Linked DNA regions of Mus musculus: region 2 is linked to region 1. A link is a contact called in public promoter capture Hi-C data. All regions are on one chromosome and are shown on one strand. The core of a region is the stretch at or near the end of the contact, and the rest is flanking DNA. Distances in the headings are between cores, read along the strand shown. Region 1 holds the start of Enpp3 (ectonucleotide pyrophosphatase/phosphodiesterase 3). Region 2 overlaps Akap7 (A kinase (PRKA) anchor protein 7).

Region 1 (7,697 bases), core at 2,372-4,871:
TCACAGGAATCACTCCTGCTCACAAAGTTATGTAGCATAGGAGACTTGGAGCTTCAATCAGATTAAACGGTGATGTGGCTTGATTCTCTTTTACCTAAGTCGTGAGTTCAAGTGATAAGAATGGGCGAGTGGGGCTGTACGTGCCATACAGGGTCCAGTGAGATGGCTCAGTGAGTGAGGATGCTTGCTGCCAGGCCCAGTGACCTGAGTTTGATCCCTGGGTCCCACAGAATAGAAATAGAAAGCACACCCCCCCCACACACACCCGAAGCGTTCTGTTTTCAAGCTTCTGTATATGTGCCCCCTCCCCAATAACTGTAATTTAAAAAATTTAAAATAATGCTAACAATGGTAATGAGTTCAAATTACTTTTGAAAATAAAATAAGTTTGGTTATAATTTAAAAGCAAAGAACAAACCTTGCAAAAGAACAAATAAATACTGTAATGAAATTGCTTGTGTAATAAGCAATTGCACAAACTATTGACTTTGAGAGGTTTGCATTTTGAAAATCAGCTGAAAAAAAGATGCATTAACATTTACCATAAAAGTTAACACAGTGTCCAAGAAAACACATTAATGCATTATTAAAGCAGTTCTTTTCCCATGAAGTCTCAAACTGCATCTAAGTAACAACAGGGAGAGATCTTCGAATGTGTACTTGCTCAGTCAAAGGCAGTGAGTGTAAACTACTTAAGAATAGTAGGTGGCCCACATCTTTGATCCCAGCATTGAGGAGGCAGAGGCAGGCCAATCTCTGATTTCAAGGCCAGCCTGGTCTACAAAGTGTGTTCCACAGCAGTCAAGGCTACACTGGGAAAGAAAGAACATTAGCTGTTAAGCCTAGGTGCAGAGTCCAGGAACCACAGATATCCCTACCAGACTTATCAGAAAGCACTAAAGCCAGCGTTGGTCAACTCCTTACAGTAAATTTGGTGCGTTATAGATTTACAGATTAATATATTCTGACCTACACCTTTTCTTTTGTGGGTTTTTTTTTTCTGTTTAAATTTTCTAAGGACAGTATCTGTCTGTCCTTATGTTTTAAAATTTTGTAATGTTAAAATTTATATTTTTCATGGTTTTGTATTTATTCCCTGTGTTTATGCTTGCCTTCCTTCCTTCCTTCCTTTTTTTTTTTTTAAAGAATTACTTATTTTATTTAAATGAGTCCACTGTAGCTGTCTTCAGACACACCAGAAGAGGGCATCGGATCCCATTTACAGATGGTTGTGAGCCACCACGTGGTTGCTGGGAATTGAACTCAGCAGCCAGTGAGTGCTCTTAACCCCTGAGCCATCTCTCCAGGCCTCCTTTCCTTTCATTTAATGTGTACTTTATTTAAAGCTTCTTACCTTATGCTGAATACAAACTAGGAAAAATGTTCTAGATTCAGAACATCATTCTGAAACATGTAGAGCCCAACATTTGGTTTCAGCTTGTCTAAATAAAGTATAGGAGGGATGTGTAGAGATCTGTAAGTGTGTTATTTTTCAGTTTTGTTCTGTTGTTTGCTTTTTGAGATCAGCCCAGCCAGCCTTAAACTCAGTATGTAGCTGACCCTACTGCCTCTACCTCCTAAGTATTATAATTACAGGTTTGTACCATGATACCCACTGAAACCTTTAAAGTTTTCACTGAAACTTAAAAGAAAGAAAGAAATGGAACAATTAGAGTCCTTTTCCAGATACGATTTTAAAACAGTGAACTTCCGCCGGGCGTGGTGGCCCATACCTTTAATCCCAGCACTCGGGAGGCAGAGGCAGGCGGATTTCTGAGTTTGAGGCCAGCCTGGTCTACAAAGTGAGTTCCAGGACAGAGAAACCCTGTCTCAAAAAACAAAAAACAAGCAAACAAACAAACAAACAAACAAAAAAGTGAACTTCCTTATAAGGGAGAAGAAGCCAGATAGTGGTAGCACACGCTTAGGAGGCAGAAGCAGGTGGATTTCTGAGTTCGAGGTCAACCTGGTCTATAGAATTCCAGGACAGCCAGGGCTACACAGAGAAACCCTGTCTCGGAACCACCCCCAATCCCTACCCCAAAATAAGGAAGAAGAAAATGTGCTAGAAAGAGTAAATGTCTATATCCTTGGGCCAGAGAGCTACCCTCCTTCAGTTCAGTGTTTACATTATAAACACAAGGACCCAGATCATCAGGGTGGGGCCTGTCCATTTGCACAGCTGCAGAAGGCCCAGGAGCATCCTCAAGGCTCCAGGGCCAGCATAATTATGCTAATCCACAAGCCCCAGGCCCCATTGAAACCCAGTGTCTCTAGAGAAAGAGTAGGAAGTGTCCTGGGGAAAGAAACCTGAGCCTGTGTGCCTGCCCACAGGTGCCTCAGGAAGAAAAAGAAAAGAACAATCTAAAAATACATTTAGGACCCAGATTTAGCTCCCAAGGGGTTTGATTCCTTGAGTGACAAACTAAGACAAAGGTAAGGGCAAGAAAGCCGCAAGGAGGGCTGTGTAAGTCCTGGAAAGATAAACTCTGAGGAGCTACTGAGGATTTGTTGTCCTCACGGGTCATAGCTACAAACTGCTTGACCTTTCTTGGGAAACAGAAAGGAGAGCTGACATATGTTAGCCCGAGGAATCTGAGAGCAGCTGCAGCCAGCCAGATGTGAAAAAAAATACTGCATTTGGTTTTGGCTGGAGGTGCTGGGTGAGTAGTCAGGCAGGAGACATCCAAAAAGAAGTCGGAGATGATGGTGGCTTGGGTTGGGGGAAGGTATCATTTAACATCTCAGGGGAACACACAGATTGCCTAAAGAAAAGATCACTGGGTAAGAAGGATGTAGAGTGAGGTCTTGAGTAACATTCAATGAAGATAAAGATAAGTCCGTCAAAAAGCAAGTATGTCTTGGAAACGAGCGTTTCAAGATTATCCAGGAAGCAGGGGGAGAGAACGTTTTAAAAAAGAAAGAAAAAGATAAAACCCTCAACAACATTCATGTATTGTTAGGGACATTCAGATAGGAAACAGGGGAGGGGGGTGGATTAGTCTCTAAAGGAGCACTTAATTCATATGGGGGGGGGGAACAGAGCAAAGTGAGGAAGGAAGCAAAAGAAGTAATCTCCACATGGTAAATAAACAGAATGAAATGTTGATAAAGATCAACAGATCCTTAAGACGTATGTGTCAAGTGATTTCAGTTGCTAAATTCTTGCTCGTACAGTATTCGTACCAGTCAAAAATTGCTTGCGCTCTAATTATAAACACGTGGAAAACAAAATCAGTCCAGCACGGTCTCAGATTTCTGTCAGAAATGCTGGACACAATAACTTAGCATTCTAACCTAAATTGCAACACAAACAAACCTAATGCTGGACACAATTACTTCACATTCTGACTTAATAGCGACACAAGCAAGCCTAAGTGGGAAGGCAGGCACTTCAATCTGCCACCAAGCTTGTAAGACTAAAATGAACAGTTTTGCTTACCACACAAAGGATCTTGTATTTCTTGAGACTGTCTTTCTTAATGGGCTCCTCTGTGGCTAATGCTAGCCTGGAATCCATTGTTCCCGTAGCTGTGTAAACCTGTCTAGCCAGAAAATAAGGCTCTTTCTTCCCTCTGGGGAGGGAAAAAGGAACTGTCCTGCCTGCCCCAGCTGTGACTGACTTTTAAATCCGGGAGAAAAGCAGAGCTCTGTAGCGATTGGTCAATTGAAGAGGGAAAAGCCTTGTTAACAAACAGCGTTGCCCACAGAATAAAGTCCATTTCTCTCTCGGACATTGTGGACAGCAGTTCTTTACAGCTTTAGAAGTAATAATGCATACTAATCGGGATATGTAGATAGCAAGAATAGAATATTAATCACACTTATAAAAAGCTACTCATTTGTTTTGTTTTTGTCTGTGGAAAGAACTTGTGTCACTTCTTATCTCCTAAGCACCAGGATTACATCATGTGTCCCCCAATTTACAAATTGCTGGGAACTGAATCCATGGCTTCATACCAGCTGAGCTCCACCCCAGCTCGGTTGCTTTCTGGGTTTTGTTTCTGTTTGTGTGTTTGGCAGTATCATATACCATGTTAGTCAGAGTGGTTTTCCAAGCCCTCCTATCTCAATCTTCCAAAGGCTGACAAGAAGCCCTGTACAGGGAGTTTGTACATCCATATAGATGTCATGCTGCAGTTGCAAGCTAGTACATTTATTAAAGGACTGGAGGACTGGAGAGACAGCTCAGCAGTCATGAGCTCTTGCTTGCTTCTGCAGAGAAAGTTCAGATCTCAGCACCTCTGTCAGGCTGCTCAGCAGTTCCAGCTCCGGGGACCCGATTTCCTCCTCTGTCCTCCAAGGCCCCCTGCACTCATACACACACACACACCCCGCCCCCAACATACACACACACACACAATATACATTAAGTAATTAAAACAAAATAAAATGTGTTTGATTATAATAGAAATTCTGAAACTACTATAAAGATTTTTTTAATTATGAGAGGAGTGTATCTTACATTTTAGAATGTCTACAGTTTAAGAATTATTTTAAAGCAAACGACAAAATAGTATGTGTGGTGGTTTGATAGGAAGGGCTCCCATAAGCTTATATATTTGAGTGCTTAGTCACCAGAGAGTGGCGCTATTTCTAGGAATCAGATGGATTAAGAGGTGTAGTCTTGTTGGAAAAAGTGTGTCCCTTGAGGGTGGGATTTGAAGTTTCAAAAGTCCACTGTCTCCTCCCCCTCTTCCCCCACCCCCCTCTCTCTCAGTCTCAGTAGATAGATGGAGAAATAAATAGATAGATAGGTAGGTAGATAGATAGATAGATAGATAGATAGATAGATAGATAGATAGATAGATAGATAGAGGGATGGATAGATATATTCCTACCTATGGATCAGGATGCAAAACTCTCCAAAGCTACTTCTCCAGTACTGTCCAGTACTGTCTTCTCCAGTACTGTGCTCCCAGGCAAGATGATAATAGACTAACCTTCAAAAATATACCTAAGTCCACACTTACATGTTTTCTCTGATAAAAGTTGCCTTGGTCATAGTGTCTCTTCACATTGATAGACTAAGATACTATGTTTTCACTGTTTTTTGCATTATATGGTATTTTGTTAGGGTTCTCTAGAATCACAGAACTTATGGGTAGTCTCTATATAGGAAGGGAATTTGTCTGTAGTCCAACTCCCCAACAATGGTCAGCAGCAGCTATGAATGGAAGTCCAAGGCTCTAACAGCTACTCAGTCCCACAAGGCAAGCAGTCAAAGAAAAGAGTCTTCCTTCTTCCAATGTCCACAAATTGGAATCCAGCAGAAGGTGTGGGGTGTGGACCAGATTAAAGGTGTGTACCACCAAGCCTGGATCTGGGACTTGCTTTATTCCAGATGATCTTGAACTCAGAGCTCTCCCTGCCTTACTCTCCTGGGATTCATAGCCACTATGCCTCAAGATCTCCATGCCAAGTGTTGGGAGCTATTAAGACAACACTATTGTCCTGATCTCTGAATTGGGCCTCCCCCCCCCAGAAGAAAAGGGGGTCAAAAGCAGGCCACCGACACATCGCTCTGAGAACAACCACAGATTGTTCCAGCCCTAAATCAGCGCCGGATGTCCTGACCTCAAGATGTACCCTGATACCTCCAAGTTCCTGCTTGCTTCCCCGTGTAGTCGCCAAAAGAAAAATTTCCGCTGCCCCATCCCTCCTGCTGAGAAGTACTTCCTCTTTTTCTGCTGCCCCATCCCTCCTGCTGAGAAGTACTTCCTCTTTTTCTGCTGCCCCATCCCTCCTGCTGAGAAGTACTTCCTCTTTTTCTGCTGCCCCATCCCTCCTGCTGAGAAGTACTTCCTCTTTTTCTGCTGCCCCATCCCTCCTGCTGAGAAGTACTTCCTCTTTTTCTGCTGCCCCATCCCTCCTGCTGAGGTGCATTTCCGCTGCCCCATTCTTCCTGCTGAGAAGTACTTCCCCTTTTGCTTGTGCATTTAAACCTTGAGCCTTGCTAATACAGTGAGACCTTGATGTTACTCAGACTGCTTCCATGTGTCGTTCATTGCACAAGGTTCTCGCCTCTCTCTACCCCCCATTTGGTTCTTAGGAGAAGGTCCCCTTGAGACCCTCGAATAACTTGACCTGCTGGACGGGTCAGACAAGATCCAGGTCAGAAACTTGTATCTCCCAGCCTCAAGATCACAGGTGAGCCTTCTAATTCTAGATTGTAGTTCATTCCAGATATAGTCAAATTGACAAACAGAAATAGCCACTACTACAGTATTAAGTAGCTTTCCAAGTAGGAAGGAGTTGGACTGGACCAAGTTTTATTAAGTCTCCTTACCCACTGGGCTACTATGAATGCAGATGAGAATGTGCCACAGACTTGCTTCATGATGCTAAGGTTGGATCAAGCAACTGACAGCTGCAGAACTTGAGTCTTTGATGTTTTCTTCCCTTCTCTGTCTCCACCCCTATCACTGGGGCCTCTAATGGCTTCAACATCTATGTAGTCCAATTCTTGGCTTCCTTTAGTTCCAGCCAAAGGGACCCTGTTCTCAGGTCCAAGACAGTTCCATCACTCTAACTTGACCTGATAGAGTACTCATTCCTGGCAGCTGGAGGTTGCTCAGCCCTGTTTGAAGGGATACAGTTCATCAGGGCAGGAATAATTCGATGACTCTATGATGGCTGCTTTCTCACGCCTTAAGAAATGTTTTCACGAATTATCTGATGTCAAACTAAGGATAGCTTTAAGGATGTTTGCTCAATTAGGAAATGATTGCTTAGTATGTGTAAGTTCATAGGTTCAGTTTAAGTATTTAGAAATGACATGTGCCCCTCATAATTGTTTTATTCTTCTCTGTCAAATGAGTAGATTAAAGCCCTGGTTGTTTAAATGATGTGGTTACTTTCTCAGTATTGCCTGTTTGCTAAACATCAGAATAAGACCTGGAGCCCAAGTCTTCTAATTTCCCATTCCAAGCCTATTTTAAACAATCAACTAAAAGGTCCTTGTGGTGGTTTGAGTAGAAATTGCCCCCATAGGCTGGTCTGAACATAACAGAAAACTGCAATAATAAGTTTCTGTTGTCTAATGTATATAGACTGGGGCTTCACATTATGTTTACTCTGTCATGAGATAAAGATTCAGGTCAATGGAAAAAAGTAAATAAATAACAGTGGAGTCAAAAGTCATACTGAACTCTTCAAGTTGTGATGACATTAAAGCCAGTGAGTTTTAGAATACAGTATTGTGGAATATTAGTTCCATAAGCACTGCCTGCCTTGTCAAACAAACTCTGAGAACGCCTCTCTGGTATAGAGATTATTTAAAATGCCCCATTACACCCCATGGAAAGCACTGATCTGGGTAAACTTGTGCAACTATAACACAGCGAAGATAAATATGAGAAGAATATGCTTTGCTAAAGGAACACTCAGAAATGTTAAGAATAGCTCCTAGAGGGCTGGTGAGATGGCTCAGTTGGTAAGAGTACCCAACTGCTCTTCCAAAGGTCTGGAGTTCAAATCCCAGCAACCACATGGTGGTTCACAACCATCCATAACGAGATCTGACTCCCTCTTCTGGAATGTCTGAAGACAGCTACAGTGTACTTACATATAATAAATAAATAAATCTTAAAAAAAAAAAAAGAATTTGCTGTTACCTTTAAAAAAAATAGCTCCTAGAACCATATCAAATCTGTCTTGTGTTAGTCAAGTCACTCTCCCAAGCAAAAACATCTATA
Region 2 (7,697 bases), core at 3,100-5,599, 390 kb after region 1:
TCTTTAGAGAAGCAACAAAGTCTTGACTGTCACAGGCCACCTATACTTCTTCTTCCCGTAGTGAAATTTCCGGAGCCGGTCACTAGCCATTATTAATAGCAGCTACCATGCTAAGGCCAGCTGGGGAGCAGTGTGGCCACGTGATGCGCCCTGAAGAATGTGTTTTCTTTATGCCCATGAAATAAAATTAAACTGGAACAAATTTCCATGGACATTTCAAGACCTAAGAGGCGGAGAGAAAAGTTCTCTCCACTTTTTCCGCTGCGGTGTTACAAAACAGCAACAACCACAAAGCAAACAAACAAAACCTGCAGTGAATTGAAAAGTACACAAGTAACCTGAAATATTTATTTTAGAAGTGATGTCAAGAAATAATGAATAACTGTACTGAACGATGTTCTCAACAGAACTCACCGATCACGATGGAAGACTCACAGTGGTAATAACCATTGCTCTGTTTTTTCTTCAGCATGGAGCAGAGATCTATCTGGTACAATAGTTCTTCTCCAAATCTGTGGTCGATAAATTGTTCATACAATCCAGGCTCGATTTTTCTCACTCCCTTGAAAGGACAAAACAAATCCATGTCAGGCACTCATTTCACTGGGCAGCCAGATCATACGTCTATCAATCTTTCAGAACCTGATAGTACATTTTGGATTCAGAACTGCCTCCCAGCACTTGAAAATAGATGCCACAAAACTGTTGGGTTTTTTGTTTGGTTTTGGTTTTGGTTTTGGTTTTGGTTTTGGTTTTGGTTTTGGTTTTAAGTCTCTAGGCTTGGGGAGGGCTGTATTTAAAGCCATCAATTAAGAGTGCTAATCTGATGTGGTGCACTTGAAACTCAGTACATCTTTAAGCATCAGAGCTGAGAAACCATGAGATGAGACAGATCAAGGGCAGAGCAACCATCAGGGGCAGAGTAACCATTTGCACCATGGACCGGATGGACCGGTGGTTTTGAAGCACTGCGGATCTGTATTTCAGAGGGAGGGGAACCTTCTCATAGTACACAGGGCAGGGAGACCAGTGGGTCTTCTGCATCTTTCTCCATCTGCCTCTCCTGGTTTCCTGTACAGCAAGGGCAGCAGGTGCTGACGACTGTAGCAAGGTCCTCTTGGTGCTACTGTAACCTCCCGGCAGGAAACATCATCCCCTCTCCTCAATACGACAGTGTCCTGACACTGCAACCTCAAGAGACCCAAGACACAGACACTGAGTTTTACTTTTTCTACTAATTTTGACTTTCTACTAATACAATTTCCCCTATTAATAATAAAGATTTCTAGAAATTCCCTATGAGGACAGGAGACCATGTGGTCTTGTTCTATTTCAGTTTCCCTATGCAAATGAAAGTCAGTTTTTAATTTTCACATGAATATGGTTTTAGCCTCAGTGCTTCTTAAAAGCCACTTCCATTATTTCAGTAAATTTGCCACATCAATATTAATATACAGATTGCAAGATGCTTTCGTTTCTACATGCTCCACTGTATGAAGTATCATGTTATTTATCTAGTAGGCTGTTGCCCTTGATAGTTAATAGTATAGTAAGAAATCCTTGTGTTGCGTGTTTAACTGCTCCCTGCCTCCCCTCCCCCCACTTATAGCCCTTCTCAACTCAGTTTGAGAACTCTATTATACCTGCAAAGGCTGAACACTATGGGATATCCCTGACTCCCCTTCATAATAAAAGTCCCAGGTCGATTTGGGATACAAGGAATACATGTCAGTATAACAGGGGTGATTTACAACAAGCCCACAGCCAACATCCATGTAAAGGAAAAGAGGGAATAAGAGAATGCTGTCTGTTCTCTCCATACCTATTCAATACAGTACTTCAAGTCTTAGCTAAAGCAATAAGACAACTGAAGAAGATCAAGAGAGTATATACACATGGGAAGGGAAGAAGTCCAGCTATCTTTAGTTGACGATGGTATGATAGTATTTATTATACATAAATGACCCTAAAAATTCTACCAGAAAGCTCTATAGGGCTGATAAACACGTTCAGAAAAACAGCAGGATACAAAATCAATACACAAAAATCAATAGCCTTCCTATATACGAATGACTAACAAACTGAGAAAGAATTCAGGGAAACAACTCTCACAATAGTCTCAAAAATAATAAAATATTTTTGGGTAATTCTAGCCAGGAAGGTGAAAGACTTGATTAATATAAAATAATAATAATAATAATAAAAAATACACACACACACATATATATATATATATATATATATATATATATATATATATATATATATATATAACTGAAAACAGCAGAGAAAGACATTTAAGAGGATGTCAGTAGATGGAGACACCTTCGTGTGCTGGTAAGATTACTATAGTAAAAAATGGCCATTGTGAGAGGCCGGGTGTGATGGCGCACGCCTTTAATCCCAGCACTTGGGAGGCAGAGGCAGGTGAATTTTTGAGTTTAAGGCCAGCCTGGTCTACAAAGTGAGTTCCAGGACAGCCAGGGCTACACAGAGAAACCCTGTCTCAAAAAAAAAAAAAAAAAAAAAAAAAAGAAGAAAGAAAGAAAGAAAGAAAGAAAGAAAGAAAGAAAGAAAGAAAGAAAGAAAGAAAGAAAGAAAGAAAGGGCCATTGTACAAAAAGGAACCTACAGATTCAATGCAATCCCCATCAAAAGCCCAACACAGTTCTTTACAGAATTTGGAAGGCCAATTCTCGGCTTCATATGGAAATACAATCCCCTACCCCCAAGATACTAAAATAATCCCAAGCAAATAAAGAACTGCTGGGGGTATCACTATTCCCAATTTCAAGTTGTACTCCAGAACTATGGTAATAAAATCATCATGGTATTGGCATAGAAACAGACATGTGATCAATGGAATTCAATTTAAGACCCAGAAATAAGTTCACACCTATGGGCACCTGGTTTTTGATAAAGAAGCCAAAAATACATAGTGAAAAGAAAAAAAGACAGATTGGTCAAATTGGTTGTTTGCATGTAGAGGAATGCAAATAGATAAATTGTTATCACCCTGCACAAAATTCAACTCCAAATGGATCAAAGAGTTCAACATAAAACCAGATACATTGAAGCTGACAGGAGAGGACGTGAGGAGTAGTCGGCAACACACCAGCACACAGCTTTCTTTCTAATCAGAACACCAATAGCACAGGAACAATGACAATAAGTGGAACCTCATAAGACTAAAAAGTTGTTGTGTGGCAATGGATGCCATCCGACAAAGCAGCACACAGGCTACAGAATGGGAAATTGTTTTAAATAACTACACACCTGATAGAGGGACAATATGAGTTTATATGAAGAACCCAAAAAATTAGATGTAAGAAAACAGCCCAATTAAAAATGTGGTATATATCTAAACAGAGAATTTTCAAAAGAGAAATGACAGATAGCCAAGAAACACTTCGAGAAATGTTCAACACCCTTAAGGCATCAGGGAACTACAATTCAAAACCCCTTTGAGATTTCACCCTATACCAGTCAGAACAGCCAAGAGAGAGCTCTGACAGCTCCTGCTGGCGAGGAAGTGGAGAATGGGGACCACTCATCCATTGTTGGTGGGAGTGCATGCTTGTGCAGCCACTATGTAAATCAATGTTGGAGCTCCTCAGGAAGCTGGGTATAAATGTGTCCCTTAGGCAAATACTCAAAGGACACTACAGAGCCACCTGATCAACCATGTTCACTGCCACAGTTTTCATAGCAGCCCGAATTGGAAACAGCCTAGATGTCCATCAATGGATGAATAGATAAAGAAAACATGGCACATTTACACCAAAAACTCTTACTCAACTATTTTTTTAATGGCATCATGAAATTTGCAGGTAAGTGGATGGAACTAGAAAAGATCATCCTGAGTGAGGTCACCCAGACCATATAAAGTAACATCTGGTCAGAGGCCAGTCTATGGAAGGCAATTATGATATATATTAGCTTATATAGATTGTGTAGATTTTAGTTGGTAAGTCTTTAATAAGCAAGCTGCAATCCATATAACCACAGAGGCTACAGATAGAGTGAGGGACCTGGGGTGGGGAGAGAACAGATCTCCCTAAGATGGGGAGATGGACAGTTATGGATGGAGGAGGGTAGGGGTAACTGGAATGAATGGGAGGATCAAACGGTAAGGGTGAGGGAGACAGGTTAAAAGAGATACGGATAAAACTCAAGGCCATTCGAAAAATTGTATGCAACCTAATGCAGTAGAAGCTTTCTAAAATATATACATGTATGAAGGCTACCTAAAGGAAACGGCTTAATAACAAAGGAGATGGGCCCCAACTGGATAGTTCTCACCTCCAAATGAACTTTCTACTACAGGAAATGAGTCATAGCTAATTGAGTTGCTGGCCATATGGATCCCATTGGGAACTCCCAAAAGACCCAGGGTACTGCCAGGGCTATTGGTTGTTCTCAGTGAGAGCAAGGCTCTGTCGCTGCAGACAACATGTACAACTCACTAAACATGGAGAAGTAGAGCTGGTGCCTAACAGAAGCCCTCACGCCTACTGACTAGTTCATGTTCACGGTTCAGGAAGGTGCTCTGCACATTACCAAAGGAGAAAGTTAAACACCAACCCAGCTACAAACTCTTTAATCTCCAGTGGTGTCCTGCCTGCAAGATGTGCTAGTGCCGTGGGGGCACTAGGCCTGTGGGAGTGACCAGCCAGTATATAATGAGATTTAAGCCACACCCTGTGAGGCGGAGCCTATCTCCAACATTACCTGGAGATCAGATAGGCCAGGGACCTAGTGGAAAATCAAGTGCTACTGTTCTGCCAAAGAAGCAGTCCTCAACATGTGCACCTCCACCTCTGTGGGATAGCAGATATCCTGCATGCAGGCGCTTGCACTACAATTCACGACAGCAGCAAAATTACAGCTATGAAGTAGCAATAACTTTATGGTCGGGGTCACCACAACATGAGGAACTATCCAAGAGTTGCAGTGTTGGGAAGGTTAAGAACCACTGTGCTAAGGGCACACGCAGCAGTAAAAATAACTCCTAGCAATATTCTGCTAGACTCATAGGTCAGTGCCTTGCTCAGTGCTCAGCCATCATGAGAATCTTCCTCCTGCAGTAGATGGGAACAAATACTCACAGCTGGAAAAATGTGTGGAGTGAGAGACCTTGGCACCCTCAGTACTAAACAGGATGCCTCTGTCAAATCCTTCCCCTCGGGGCTCAGGTAACCCTGCAGAAAGAGGGGTAGAGCCAGAGGGAATGGAGAACAGACCGGAAAGACCGCTAGACCCAACAGGATGTGTTTTGTGTCTATTGGGTTTATGATGTTCTTTAGTGCCAGACTCTCCTTTACTTCTTCCAGTTGACCTTTGTAGAGGCTAGATTCAGGCAGAGCACTGAAGTCACTCTCCATCACTGTGGGGGGTTGATGTGTGGTTTTAGAGCCAATAGAGGTTTTGTTTGCTAGCTTTTAAATAAAACCGGGTGTCTAATATTTTTTTAAAAGTTCTGAGAAAATGACAATGATTTTACTTGTCTTCTAAATGCTTTTCTTTCTCTGTGTGTGCATGCATTCATGCATGGTTGTACTTGTGCATGCACGTGTATGCATTTACTCATGTGTGTGTGTGCATGTGTGCCCGTGTCGTTTTATTCTCATTTAACTTAGTTAGTTATTTGGTAAGTTACTTGGATGGGGCATGGCTCAGTGCATATTTGGAGGTCAGAGGACAACTCAGAGGGAACGGGTCCCCTCCTCCCCGTGTGGAACCTGGAGATTGAACTTAAAGTTTTCCGGCTTTCCAGAAAGCACCTTCACCCACCAACTCACCTCAGCAGCCCCAAAGAAATGAGAGATACAAGAACGCCTGCAAACCCACCTCCTCCACTCATGAACTGTAATAAACGACAAACGCCAACTGTTTTACCAAAATTCTGCACAGCTGACTTCTAATGTTCACCCTAGGTGTTGACTTCGATTAGCAAGTAAAACAAAAATTCCATAACTCATACCATACAGAAAGTGCACTTAGAAAGGCATGAGACCTTGGGAGGGTCTGAAGCTCTGTCTCCTGGTCAAAATAAAAAAAAAATTTAATAAAGAATCTAGAAATAGGTGAGAATTGCTTAATCTTAAATTTACTGGGAGGCCGGCATCATCATTGCTCTCTGGAGAATGTGCTGGGTATGGGTAGCCCATCTCTTTTCTCATAAACCTGAATTCATATCACCATCCAGCTCTGGCAACTGGTGGGTTTTTGTAATAATAAAGGGACTGGTGTGTGCTATATAGGAAGACCCTGTCTCAAAAACTAATTAAATAAGAAACAAAAAGCCCTCATTCTGAGAAAATTGGTGCCTATATTAAAGTCAGATATTGCTTGAGGCAAGGCTAAGAAAGGTCCTATTTTTGAAAGGGATCTATAGGATTGCCAAGAGAGCCTCAGACGTATCCCCGCTCAAGGTTATGGCTTCAAGTGCACGTGCGTGACTGGGGGTGATGGCACTGTTCTGGCTCAGGACTTCCAATGACTCCCAAATCTGTCACAGGCCAGCTCTGCCCTTCCTAGTGTGTCCTACTGTTTAAAGGTAGAAGGTATTAACATGCCAGGAAAGCTCAACGAAAAGCCTCAAATTGTGACACCCAGGGAAACACAGCCTATAATAAAATCTAAGTGTGCTGAGATTGCTTCAAGCGTAGAGAAACTCCACAAGGGACATCTCTGACAATGTTGTGCTAAGAACACTACAAACTCGGTGTTTGAAGCATGCAGGATGTCGGTCTAATATCCCATATGAAGGCTATTTTCCCTGGAAATTAACAAGGACGGCATACGGTTCAAGGGCTTCAGATATACAACTGTGCTCAGTATATCACATTCGTCAGGCATGATGACACTGAAAGAAGAAATAGAGGCTAAATACAGATGGCGACTGTTTACATGTATGAAGTTGTCAAAATAAACATCATTCTAAGTAAATTAAATATTAAACTCTGAAGCAATTCCCTCGTGGAAATAAGTATCAAACAGAAGGTTCCAAGGTTGTCTTAATTATTAGAGATGACCCAAGATTCACTGCCTTCTGGCACCCTTTCAGCCCCAGAAAAGATCAGTGTTGGTCAAGGTCATCTGTCAGCCCTTGGGGCGTGGCCATGAAGCTCTGAGCTGTTTCACGAGAGTGTACCTTGGCACCCAAACAGCCAACTCCTCAAAAATGCCGCCACAGGGGCCTTCCCGTATATTTAGAATTGTCTGATGGTGGAAATCTAAATGATAAATAATGGAGACTATTGACTCTGGAAGCACTTGCAGCATCATTCACATCAACTCAGTGATATACATCATTTAAAATGTGCCCAAGGATGTTCAGACTTCCATTACTGAGCATCCAAATCTATCTTTAATGCGGTGAGAGATGTGGCATAAATAAGAAAACTTACACAGTAGCTCACAACAGATGTAACATCTTATTTGTTATGATAATCACAATTTACATAAACAAATAAAAAGAAAGAATTGACAATAAGCTTAATTTTCAGGATCTCTGCTATTTTTTTAATTCCCAGATACAATTAGTTTTTAAAGAAATATGTGAGACAACTCAAGAAATTCCTGCAACAATGACCTAAAACCAATGTTAAAGATGTATTAAGAGCTGAACCAAACTAGACTAACCTTTTGGGCATCGGCTAGTTAAAAAGCAATGATAGCTTCTTTACTGGAGTG

What was found. Promoter capture Hi-C pulls out the DNA fragments that hold promoters and counts their contacts.
Region 2: a promoter capture Hi-C map of 3T3-L1-derived adipocytes shows a contact between it and region 1, with 3 times the contacts expected there. The contact joins the enhancer-like site here to the promoter of Enpp3 in region 1. A contact is called at or near these places in 4 of 39 promoter capture datasets (3T3-L1-derived adipocytes, HPC-7-derived erythroid cells, cranial neural crest and 1 more), 1 of 15 datasets of contacts at CTCF or cohesin (the NIH/3T3 cell line), 5 of 115 datasets of contacts at active chromatin or transcription factors (embryonic basal ganglia, embryonic hindbrain, embryonic stem cells and 1 more) and 3 of 9 other capture datasets (adipose tissue, liver and macrophages).

What each region holds. Positions count from the first base shown.
Region 1 is chr10:24,832,574-24,840,270 of GRCm38.p6, forward strand. Enpp3 (ectonucleotide pyrophosphatase/phosphodiesterase 3) reads right to left here and starts at 3,622. Exons shown (of 25, transcript NM_134005.2): 1 at 3,443-3,622. The coding sequence starts at 3,520.
Region 2 is chr10:25,220,197-25,227,893 of GRCm38.p6, forward strand. It overlaps Akap7 (A kinase (PRKA) anchor protein 7), which reads right to left. Exons shown (of 8, transcript NM_001379238.1): 7 at 415-562. Among named protein-coding and RNA genes, the nearest start is that of Gm25016, 42 kb to the right of the region's middle. Within about 2 kb of position 4,350, at least 8 of the 459 cell types and tissues checked have an H3K27ac peak or open chromatin away from gene starts, as enhancers often do.